Regions from separate parts of the Sus scrofa genome. Here region 1 is linked to region 2. Evidence: chromatin contacts called from public HiChIP or PLAC-seq data. All regions are on one chromosome and are shown on one strand. Each heading gives the region's core, a stretch centred on a gene start, on an enhancer-like site or on the middle of the called end of the contact. The rest is flanking DNA. Distances are from core to core; before and after follow the strand shown. Region 1 has its middle 12 kb from the start of MLPH. Region 2 has its middle 75 kb from the start of MIR7141.

Region 1 (5,104 bases), core at 459-2,958, 250 kb after region 2:
ACTCAGACCTGGGTTGGAATCTGACCTCCCCTCTTGAACTGCGTGAACGTGGGCGAGCGTCTTAGCCTCCTGACCTACACAACCCAGTTAATATGCGTAAGTCAGACACCCGATACAACAGACACCCGATACAACAGACAACAGACAACAGTGTGCAGCCCAGGCGCCCAGGCAGTGCTCACCCAGTGGCACCCAGTAGGTCTTCATCGAGGACCAGTTCCCTTCGATGCTCCTTCCTAAACACACCTGAGACTTCCAGAAGGGCGTCTTCTGAGAACAGAGCATAAAACTTTACTGCCTAATTCCTTCCCTTCTCCAGGACCCATTTCTGCTCCATTCCCGAATCCTTGCTGGTGAAAAGCTCCTGAATAGGCTACGTTGGGGAAAAGCCAGAGCCCGCGGGCCTGGGCCTCCCATGATCTGAAGTTTCCCAAGCCCCGAAAGCCCGAGGGGTCTGATGGCTTTAGAGCCAAGGGCTTCATTCTTCAGGAGATTTTTTCCCTCTTCTTGGCTGACCTCTCTGATTAGAGCTCCTTCTAAGCCCTTTTCAAAATCGAATTCCTCATGCGTTCAGACGAGGGAAAGCAACTTGCCAAAATGAGTTTGCAAAGCCTAACTTCCTGAGCACTTGACCTTGGGGTGGAAAGAGGCCACTGGATCCTGTTGCCCTTTGAGTGGATGCGGACTGTTTCCTGGTCTGGGACGCATCCTCCCGGGGGGAAAAAGCAGGCGTGACCTCGGGCCAGCGAAGACGGGGCAAGAGCTGAGCGGGGCTGAAAGCCGACCTCTCAAAACACAGCAAGGGCAGGGCCGACAAAGGGTGAGAGGAAGAGCGGAAGGGCGGCCCCAGAGCAGCCGAGCTCTCCTCGAGGACACAAGGATGAAGCAGCCCTCCCCTCCCTATCCTGCACCCCTCCCCACCAGCCCTCCTCCCCACAAGGCGCCTCGAGCTCAGTCCATCTGCCTGGGCGGTGGGGGCACAGCTCTGTTTGGAAGACGCCCATCCGTCAAAGTTAAAACCAAGGGCATCTTCCAAATATGCATGATTATTGAACAATACTGATTCCACAAGCAGTTTTGTGGTTTTTGCTTTTTGCTTTTTGGTTTTTGCTTTTCAGGTCTACACCCGAGGCATGTGGAGGTTCCCCGGCTAGGGGTCTAATCAGAGCTACAGCTGCTGGCCTACACCACAGCCACAGCAAGGTGGGATCCAAGCCGCATCTGCAACCTACACCACAGCTCACAGCAATGCTAGATCCCTAACTCACTGACGGAGGCCAGGGGTCGCACCTGCATCCTCATAGTTCCTAGTTGGATCCGTTTCCACAGCACCACGACAGGAGCTCCCGCAGGTCAGCTCATGAAAAGGCCAGTGGCAGCTGGTTCACGTGACCATTCTGGGCTCCCAGAGCTTAGAGCAGGGAGCACAGACCTCCCACTCTGGTGGGCAAACCACGAGGATGGGTGTGCAAGGATGAGCGGGGAACGCAGGGAGTCGGACGTGGGGCCTGGACAGTCAAGAAATGCTTTTCTGATGGAGGCCAGTTGAGCTGAGACCCAAATGGAGCAGGATTCGAGCAAGTGAGTACTTGCGGGGGGAGGGTTGGACATCATTCAGCAAAGGGCTGGAGCCCGGAGAGCAAGAGAGCAGGCGGCTGAGCTTGGGAGGCTGGCGGACCGGCTTCCTGGGTGTGGTTCTGACCCCAGGAGACCCACGGCTCCGGGCAGTGTGTGTGCTCCCCACCCCCCTGGATGGAGGACCGTCACATGGCCCTGTGTGCTCAAGAGCCAGCAGGAAGCAGGGTCAGGTGACATCTCCGCAAAGGCCCTATGACTTCCCGCCCAGGAGGACAACCCACAGCCAGGAGGACGTCTCCCCAAATGGGAGTTTTCTTGATTTTTCAGATGCACTTGGCATGTGGTGCAAATGGATGTTCTGGTAAATTACAGACAGTTTATTGAACAGGACTGGGATTTGGGGTGGGATGTGACGTGGGTTCAGCTTCCTAGATGTTCAGCTCAAATTCCCGCTGCCCCAGTCAGCCCAGGGCCAAACCAGCCCAGAGAATTTAAACAGAGGAAAGGTCCGGAAGGGTTTAACGGCTGCCTGCTGGCACGCTCCCCAGAGGACCCAAGAGGGGCGGGGAAGGACCACGGGCTTTTCAGGACTAAGCCTGCATCTGCTTAGAAGATGGCACCTCCAGACACTACAGGATGCCCCCTGCTGGGCCAGGGACAGCCCCCCCGCTGACCCATCACCCCGGGGTCCCTTCTCTGAGCATAGATGAGGTGAGTCCTGGCCCAGCCCTCAGTAGGATGGGTCTGCCCAGCTAACCCTGGAGACGGGGTCCACTTCCAAGGCCATCTTCCACCAGAGTGCTTCCTGAGAGCATGGCCAAGACAGCGGGCCTTCCTTCCTGGCGTCTGCCCCTAAATCCCAGAGGAGGCAGGGTCTCCGCCACCTTTAAAACAAGGAGGCGAGCACGGCCCTCTACTGCCCTCTGGTGTCCGCCCTCCACAAAATTTTCTGGAGGGTCCCTGCGGCTTAGAGAGAGGCTCACAGCTGGGGAGGTAAGCGGTCTCTAACTCACGCTGTGACCTTGAGAATATGCCACCCCCACTCTGAACATCAGTTTTCTCCTCTTTAAGAGACAGGGTGGAACCACACAGCCTTAGAAAAAGAAAGCCAGCTCCAGGCAGATGAACAAGGAAGGGCAGTTACAGAGGCAAAGGCGAAAAGTTAGGGAGCCAGAGGATACCAGCAGGGCCCTGGGAGCCCTGAGAGCTGGGGAAGGGGGGCAAAGGTGAGGCCCAGACAAGCCAGGAATGCTGGTCGGGGAGAAACAACCCAGCCCAAGATCCTGGCCAGGAGCCACCAAGCCCCGCTGCGCCCCTACCCTCCTTTATCTCTGTCCCCTCCTTGCTCCCCCTAAATAGCGATCTTAAGAAATCAAGGTATTCTAGGAGTTTCCTGGTGGTCTGGCAGTTAGAGGTCCGGTGTTGTCACTGCCGTAGTGTGGGTTTGATCCCCGGCCCAGGGATTTCTGCGCGCTGTGGCAAGGCCAGAAGAGAAAGAAGGAAAGAAACTGAGGTATTCTGAACTGGGTCCTGCCCAGCAAAGGATGTGACTGACGCAACGTCAGAACTGGAAAGCGGGGAGCTCCCATTGTGGCGCAGCGGAAACGCATCCAACTAGCATCTATGAGGATGCGGGTTCGATCCCTGGCCTCCTTCAGTGGGTCAGGGATCTGGCGTTGCCGTGAACTGTGGTGCAGGTCGCAGACGTGGCTTGGATCCTGCCTTGCTGGGGCCGTGGTGTAGACCAGCAGCTACAGCTCCGATTCGACCCCTAGCCTGGGAACTTCCACATGCCGCAGATATGGCCCTAAAAAACAAACAAACAAACAACAATTAAAAAAATAGAAAGTGTTCTCATGATTAGAGATAGCAACATGCCATTTACTGATTTTGATGGTTAGACTGAAGTTTTGTAGAAGAGTGTCCTTGTTTGTGTAAAATACACACAAAGTCTCGTGTCAGCAACTTCCAAATCAGGGGGAGAAGTTCTTTGTATCACGGTTGTAAATTTCTGCAATTTTGAGGTTGTTTCAACAATTAAATTTTTTTTAATTCTAGGAGTTCCCATTGTGGCTCAGTGGGTTAAGAACCCAGCATAGTCTCCATGAGGATGTGGGTTTGATCCCTGGCCTCCTTCAGTCGGTTAAGAATCTGCTATTGCTGCAAGCTGCAGCCTAGCTCACAAACGCAGCTCAGATCCGGCGTTGCTGTGGCTGTGGTGCAGGCCAGCAGCTGCAGCTCTGATTCGACCCCTAACCCAGGAACTTCCATATGCCTCAAGTGCAGCTATAAAAGAAAAAAAAAATTCTAGAATTTTCTCTTAAAAATTCCATACACCCTTTGACTCAGCAATTCAATTTGGGGATTTTTACCATGTAGATGTATTTGTATTTGTATGTATGTACAATACTATGTACATATGTACAATAATATTTATGTATCATCATAGATAGCATGTCAATGAGACTAAGTGTTCTCTGCAATATATTCCTGGCAGAAATATTTTAAATAGCAAAAAAAAAGTTAACTTCCGCCGATAAGAAAGTAGGAAAATACTGACGGTGAATGCATGCAGTGGCTACTGCGCAACAACCAAAAAGAACGAATCAGGTCTATACTCACATCGGTTAATACAGAGCGCTCGCCACAGGGCAGACCCCATCCGAGTGCTCTGTGTGTACAGATTCAGAACAATCCAGTGGTGCAGCTCCTCCATGTGGAAGGGAGAACTGAGCCTGGGGCGGGGGGATTAGTTCACAGCCACAGAGACACAGTTGGCGGGTGATGCGCTCAGCTGGGAGCCCAACCCCTGTAGTTGGTTCCAGCGTCCGCATGCCTGACTACACACGGTAATTCGGGAAGATTACGCAAGACACCAGTGCCAGTCTCTGTCTTTGGGAGGTGGTGTTGGAAGAGAAATAAGATTGTTTGACTTTTCATGTTGTATTGTTTATATTCTTTTTTCCTCTTCTTTTTTTTTTTTTGTCTTTTTGCTATTTCTTGGGCCACTCCCGCAGCTTATGGAGGTTCCCAGGCTAGGGGTCGAATCAGAGCTATAGCCACCGGCCTACGCCAGAGCCACAGCAACGCGGGATCCAAGCCACGTCTGCAACCTACACCACAGCTCACGGCAACGCCAGATCGTTAACCCACTGAGCAAGGGCAGGGACTGAACCCGCAACCTCATGGTTCCTAGTCGGATTTGTTAACCACTGCGCCATGACGGGAACTCCTATATTCTTTACCACGTATCACCATGTATCAATTGTACACATTTTGGCCCAGCAATCCCACTGCTGGGCACATATCTGGAAAATACAAAAACTCTGATTCAAAGGATACATGCACCCCAATATTCACAGCAGCATGATTTACAATAACCAAGACTTGGAAGCAACCTAAAAGTATCCACTGACAGAGGAATGAATAAAAAGGATGTGAGATACACACACAAAATGGACCACTACTCAGCCATAAAAAAAAAGAACGAAATGCCATTTGCAGCAACATGGATGGAACTAGAGAT
Region 2 (4,688 bases), core at 2,008-4,507:
GGGTTAAGGATCCAGTGTTGCCACAAGCAGTGGTGTAAGTCACAGATGTGGCTCAGATTTTGTGTTACCATTGCTGTGGCTGTGGCGTAGGCTGGTAGCTGTGGCTCCAATTCGATTCCTAGCCTGGGAAGCTCCATATGCCACAGATGCAGCCTTAAAAGAAAAAAAATATTACTCCAGCGCTCTAAAAATCTCTGCGCTTCAACCATTGGGTTGCAGTTCTTTGAAGAGACTGAAATGGAATCCATGTCTTTACGGGCTCTGCTCACATGACAGGCAGTGCTGAGTGTGTCGTTACACATGTCCTGGTCATCAGAACAGCTCAGAGGTCTGTTGTGGAAGCTGTGTTTTCCGGACGAGACTCAGGGAAGTTACTTTCCCAGAGACGTAATTCGTAGGTGGTGGAGGTCAGGATTGAACCCGTGTGTCTGGCTCCGAATCCCAGGCTTTGTCCCTGCTCCAGGCCGCCTCCTCGCAGAACAAAGAGCGTGGGGTTGGGTGGGGGGCCTGTTTATGATGGAATAAGGGCCTCAGGTCCAGGCCCCTCTGTCACCCATCCGTACCCTTTTTTTTCTGGTTTCAATTTGAGATGCTGCGGGCTTGTCTAGGGGAGGAATGTATGTGAGGCTGAGTCAATGTTCCTTTTAGTTAGAAATTAAACTAAAACCTTTGTGTTTGAGAGCGAGAATTGATGGGTCAAGCAGTTAAACAGCAGTCATGGAAGGCCTGCGGGTTTTGCTTTTTTTCTGTGTGCTTGCCTCTCATTAAGAGAGTTACTCATGACTGAGCTGCGTTATCATAGAGACAATTTTTTTCAAGTTAGCCTCAACTGTTTCAGCTTTAGGGGGGAATTGGATACTTTATAATGCATTTTTCCCCACAAGATGCCAGCGTCAACAACGGCTGTGTTGAATCATCAGTGACCTGGTGAAGATTAATGATCACAATTAAACACGGACATTTTAGCATCTTCTCTAACAACGGCTGACACGACTTTTTTGTTATTCATATAATGACAATTTGCAATTGCTCAAGCCAAATATCTAAGGATTCTTCTTCTTTTTTTTTTTTTTTTTTTTTTTTTTGTCTTTTTAGGTTCGCACCTGCAGCATATGGAAGTTCCCAAGCTAGGGGTCGAATTGGAGCTGGAACTGCAGCAGCTGGCCTACATCGCAGCCACAGCAACACCGGATCCAAGCCACATCTGTGACCTACGCCACAGCTCACGGCAACACCAGATCCTTAACCTACCCAGTGAGGCCAGGCATTGAACCTGCATCCTGAGAGAGGCAGCATCAGGTCCTTAACCCTCTGAGCCACACAGGGAACTCTTCTAGGAATTATTCTGGATGCCTCTTTTCCCTCCGTCCTTGATATGCAATACATCGGAGCATCCTGAAGGTTGGTCTCCAAAACCTCATCTCCCTTTACTTCTCTCTGTTGCTCTGTGGTCCTTGGCACCATCGCCTCTCCCTGGGAATTGATAACACCGATGCCAGAACAATAGGTTCTAACAAGAGATTGTGCCCCAAACCTGAGTGAGTGGTTTCTCCCCTAAAATCCAGCTTCTACACTGGGAAGTCTAGTGCTGGCCAAAATCCTACCTGTCATCTTTTAGGTCGGACCACAGGCCATTCCCAGGCTTTGGAGGAAAGCCGCTCTCCTCACGCCTGCCTGGGGCAGGGACCCGCACTGCAGTTTTCTGGATCTCTCCCCCTCGCCATGGTCTATGGGTCCATTACGAGGCAGGGGCCCCTCCGAGTGAGACCTTCCCCCATGGGCTCTGCATCCGTCCCCCCAGCCCTGTGCCCAGTGCCTTTCCCTGGGGAATCAGAGCATGGGGACAGGGATGTCCCTTTCTGACCGTGGAGGGCACTGTTGCGGTCAGGAACAAAGGCTTGATGGTTACGTCTGCTCTGACTCGGTGCCCTAGCCAGCCACCGCAGCACCGGCAATCACTTTCCTGCACCAAGCCCAGTACCATGTGGTCTGGACCATCCACCCCCACCCTTCCTCCGTGTCCCAGAGCAGCCGCCCTCGAGCACACCTGGAGGTCACGTCAGACATAAGAAGATGGGGAGCGGAGGAGGAACAGAGACTGAGTGAGTCTTTCTCCTAGTTCATCGCTTTCTGTTTTCTCCTTTCCCACATATTTGGGGCTGGGACTCCACCAGGAGCAATCCAGAGAATCGAGCTGGAGTGACCAGCGGTCTCTGGGCTCCTGGCCTTCTAGGACTCTCACTGCCAGTGAGGCAGTAGGCTCTGGGGGCTCTGGAAAGATCTATTCAGCCCACTTCAGTGGAAGCGTTGTCCCTCCTGCAGCTTTAATGATCACTATTCAAGTTTCTAGAAACTTCTACGGTGTGCCTCTCTGCACAGGCCTCACAAAGCTATTATCCTCAAGGCTTATTTGGTTTAGGGGAATAAAATTAACTTTTAAATGCAGTCCCAACTTTTCCATTTCCTACTTATCTGGGTTGCTCTGGCCACGCCTGAGCTCACAGCTTTCAAGCAGTCAACTTTCTTTCAGGGGAAAAAAGTCATCAGAAAACATTCACCCATCTTGCCCTGCTCTGACTAATTCCGAAACCATAGGGGCTTTTTTGGAGCTCTGGGGAATACAGTTTGGTGGTCCCCTCTCAGCTCCGTCCTTCTCTGTGTGGGTGCCCCTCCCCACCCAGAGCCAGGAAGCAGTGGGTGGATTGGACACCCCAGGCGGTGGGAGGCCCTGAGGTTGAGTCACCCAATTCGGTGCTTCTTGGCAGCATATGTTCAGCTGTTGCCACTGCCCCTGGAATGACTCAAGCTCTATCCCATGATGCCTTGGTCCCTGCAGAACTCTGGCCGTCCTCATGCCAGGACCTTTGTTCCCAATTTTTCACCCACCTCCCACTCTGCCAGTGACTGGAACTTCCCACTGGGGGTTGCAACCACAAGCTAAGAACTGCTGACCTAAGGACCAGCTATTTTTGCTTTTGAAGAGTCTCAACCCAGGCAAGGAAGTATTTATATTTTGGCATCGGAATGAAGAGCTGAGTAGTCTTCTGGGGGCATGATGGGTTATTCTGTGAACTCTGGGAATTAGATATTTCCTCAGCTCCTTTGCTGAAAGCTCCCAAGACATCTTGTGCTAGGGAACAAAGGGACAAAGATGGGACGTCTGAGTTTCAGGGAAGGAGAGAGTTAAGAGGTGGCCACTCCGCTGTCATTGCCTTGAGGCAAGCGGAGAGCTATCCTCCATGACTCTGGGAGATTCAGTGTGATGCTCTTAGCTCACAGACCTCAGAGGTAAAGCTTGTACTTAGAGATCCCACAGCCATCCCACACTCCAGGACCCTGTCCACTTCCACGATATCCGAAGCCCAGCAGGGTCCTTTCCGTGGGTTTTGCCCGGAAGTCTCAGCTGGGTCCGACCCCCACATCCATCCTGCCTCGCCGTGCTACTGATGATCATGCTGAGCCGCATCTTGCTGCATGAAGCCAGAGAGCTGCGAAGAAAATGCTCGACCTAAGTCAGTTCCTCCTGCGGGCAGCTTCCGCCAGAGGCCCATTGCATGGCATGGTGAGAAGGGCCAGCTCAGTCAGGGAGACACGGGACCCTACAGGCCTCTTCAGGGGTCTGTTGACATCTCCACTTCCTGATTCCAGGGTGTGAGGCAAGGAGAATGGGTAGAATTTTCTGGATGGGGCTGTGGGTGAGGTGGTTCCTCTTCCAAAGGCCACGTCTCAGCCATCACACCTGCTCCTAAAGATCAGGTCAGGAGTGATCTGATCTTCGCAAAACCAGCTGCTCTGTCCTCTGCAAACCACTTCACTGCATCCATCTCCCAAGACCAAGGAAGAGGTCATTTTCCCTTCATGCATTTCGCCGACCACCTGGCTTATATAAGACTTAGAACAAGGACCCGTGAGGGCTATTAGTGTCGACAGAGGTTAACACACCTCACGGGTGGGGAGGATGTGCCTCGAGGACAACGTAGTGCCAGCATCCTCACGGTGGAGGAAATACCACTCACCAAAGTGCCGGCATCTGGGTGGAGACAGAGCCGGATGGTTCCACAGCCCCTGTCCCAAGGCTCCCGGAAGACCAGGCGGCGAATCCCACGGTGGAGACGGCTGCCAGGCTGACCCCGTGGGGAGGGACCGCTCAGCATCACTCCTTTTGCTTGTCTGTGTCCTGACCCCTCATCTTAGGACACTGACTTTCTCCCCAGGTCCCCATCACCACCCCTTAGAGGCAAGTGCTCTCCCAAGTCCCCTCCTCGGACCGATTTCCTCTGACCCCTGTCAGCAGCGTCCTGGAGCTGCTACGACAAATGCCCACGCACTCGGTGGCTTACAGTAACACACTTATTCTCTTACAACCCTGGAGGCCAGAAGTCCAAAACAGTATCACTGGGCTGAAATCAAGGTGTCCTCGGATCCCACTCCCTCTGGGGGCTCAGGAGAGAAGCCATTCCTGGGATCTTCTGGTTTACGGTGGCTGCTGCAGTCCTTGGCTTGTGCACCCCCCCCCACTCCAGACTCTGCCCCTGCTTTCCCTCTTCTAAGGATGCACGTGACGGCACTTGGTACCCATCTGCGTATCCAGGAATGTCTCGCCAACTCAAGATCCCGGATTAAATCACATCTGCAAAGGCCCTCTCTTTTTGCACATAAACTAACATTCACAGGTCCCAGGGTTTAGC

What was found. HiChIP or PLAC-seq counts read pairs in DNA pulled down with a chosen protein or histone mark.
Region 1: an H3K27ac HiChIP or PLAC-seq map of skeletal muscle shows a contact between it and region 2. The contact joins two enhancer-like sites. A contact is called at or near these places in 1 of 47 Hi-C or Micro-C datasets (embryonic fibroblasts) and 1 of 2 datasets of contacts at active chromatin or transcription factors (skeletal muscle).

What each region holds. Positions count from the first base shown.
Region 1 is chr15:137,166,608-137,171,711 of Sscrofa11.1, forward strand. No RefSeq gene overlaps it. Among named protein-coding and RNA genes, the nearest start is that of MLPH, 12 kb to the right of the region's middle. Within about 2 kb of position 1,709, at least 16 of the 83 cell types and tissues checked have an H3K27ac peak or open chromatin away from gene starts, as enhancers often do. A contact at or near this core is called in skeletal muscle, where this site is marked.
Region 2 is chr15:136,912,639-136,917,326 of Sscrofa11.1, forward strand. No RefSeq gene overlaps it. Among named protein-coding and RNA genes, the nearest start is that of MIR7141, 75 kb to the right of the region's middle. Within about 2 kb of position 3,258, at least 14 of the 83 cell types and tissues checked have an H3K27ac peak or open chromatin away from gene starts, as enhancers often do. A contact at or near this core is called in skeletal muscle, where this site is marked.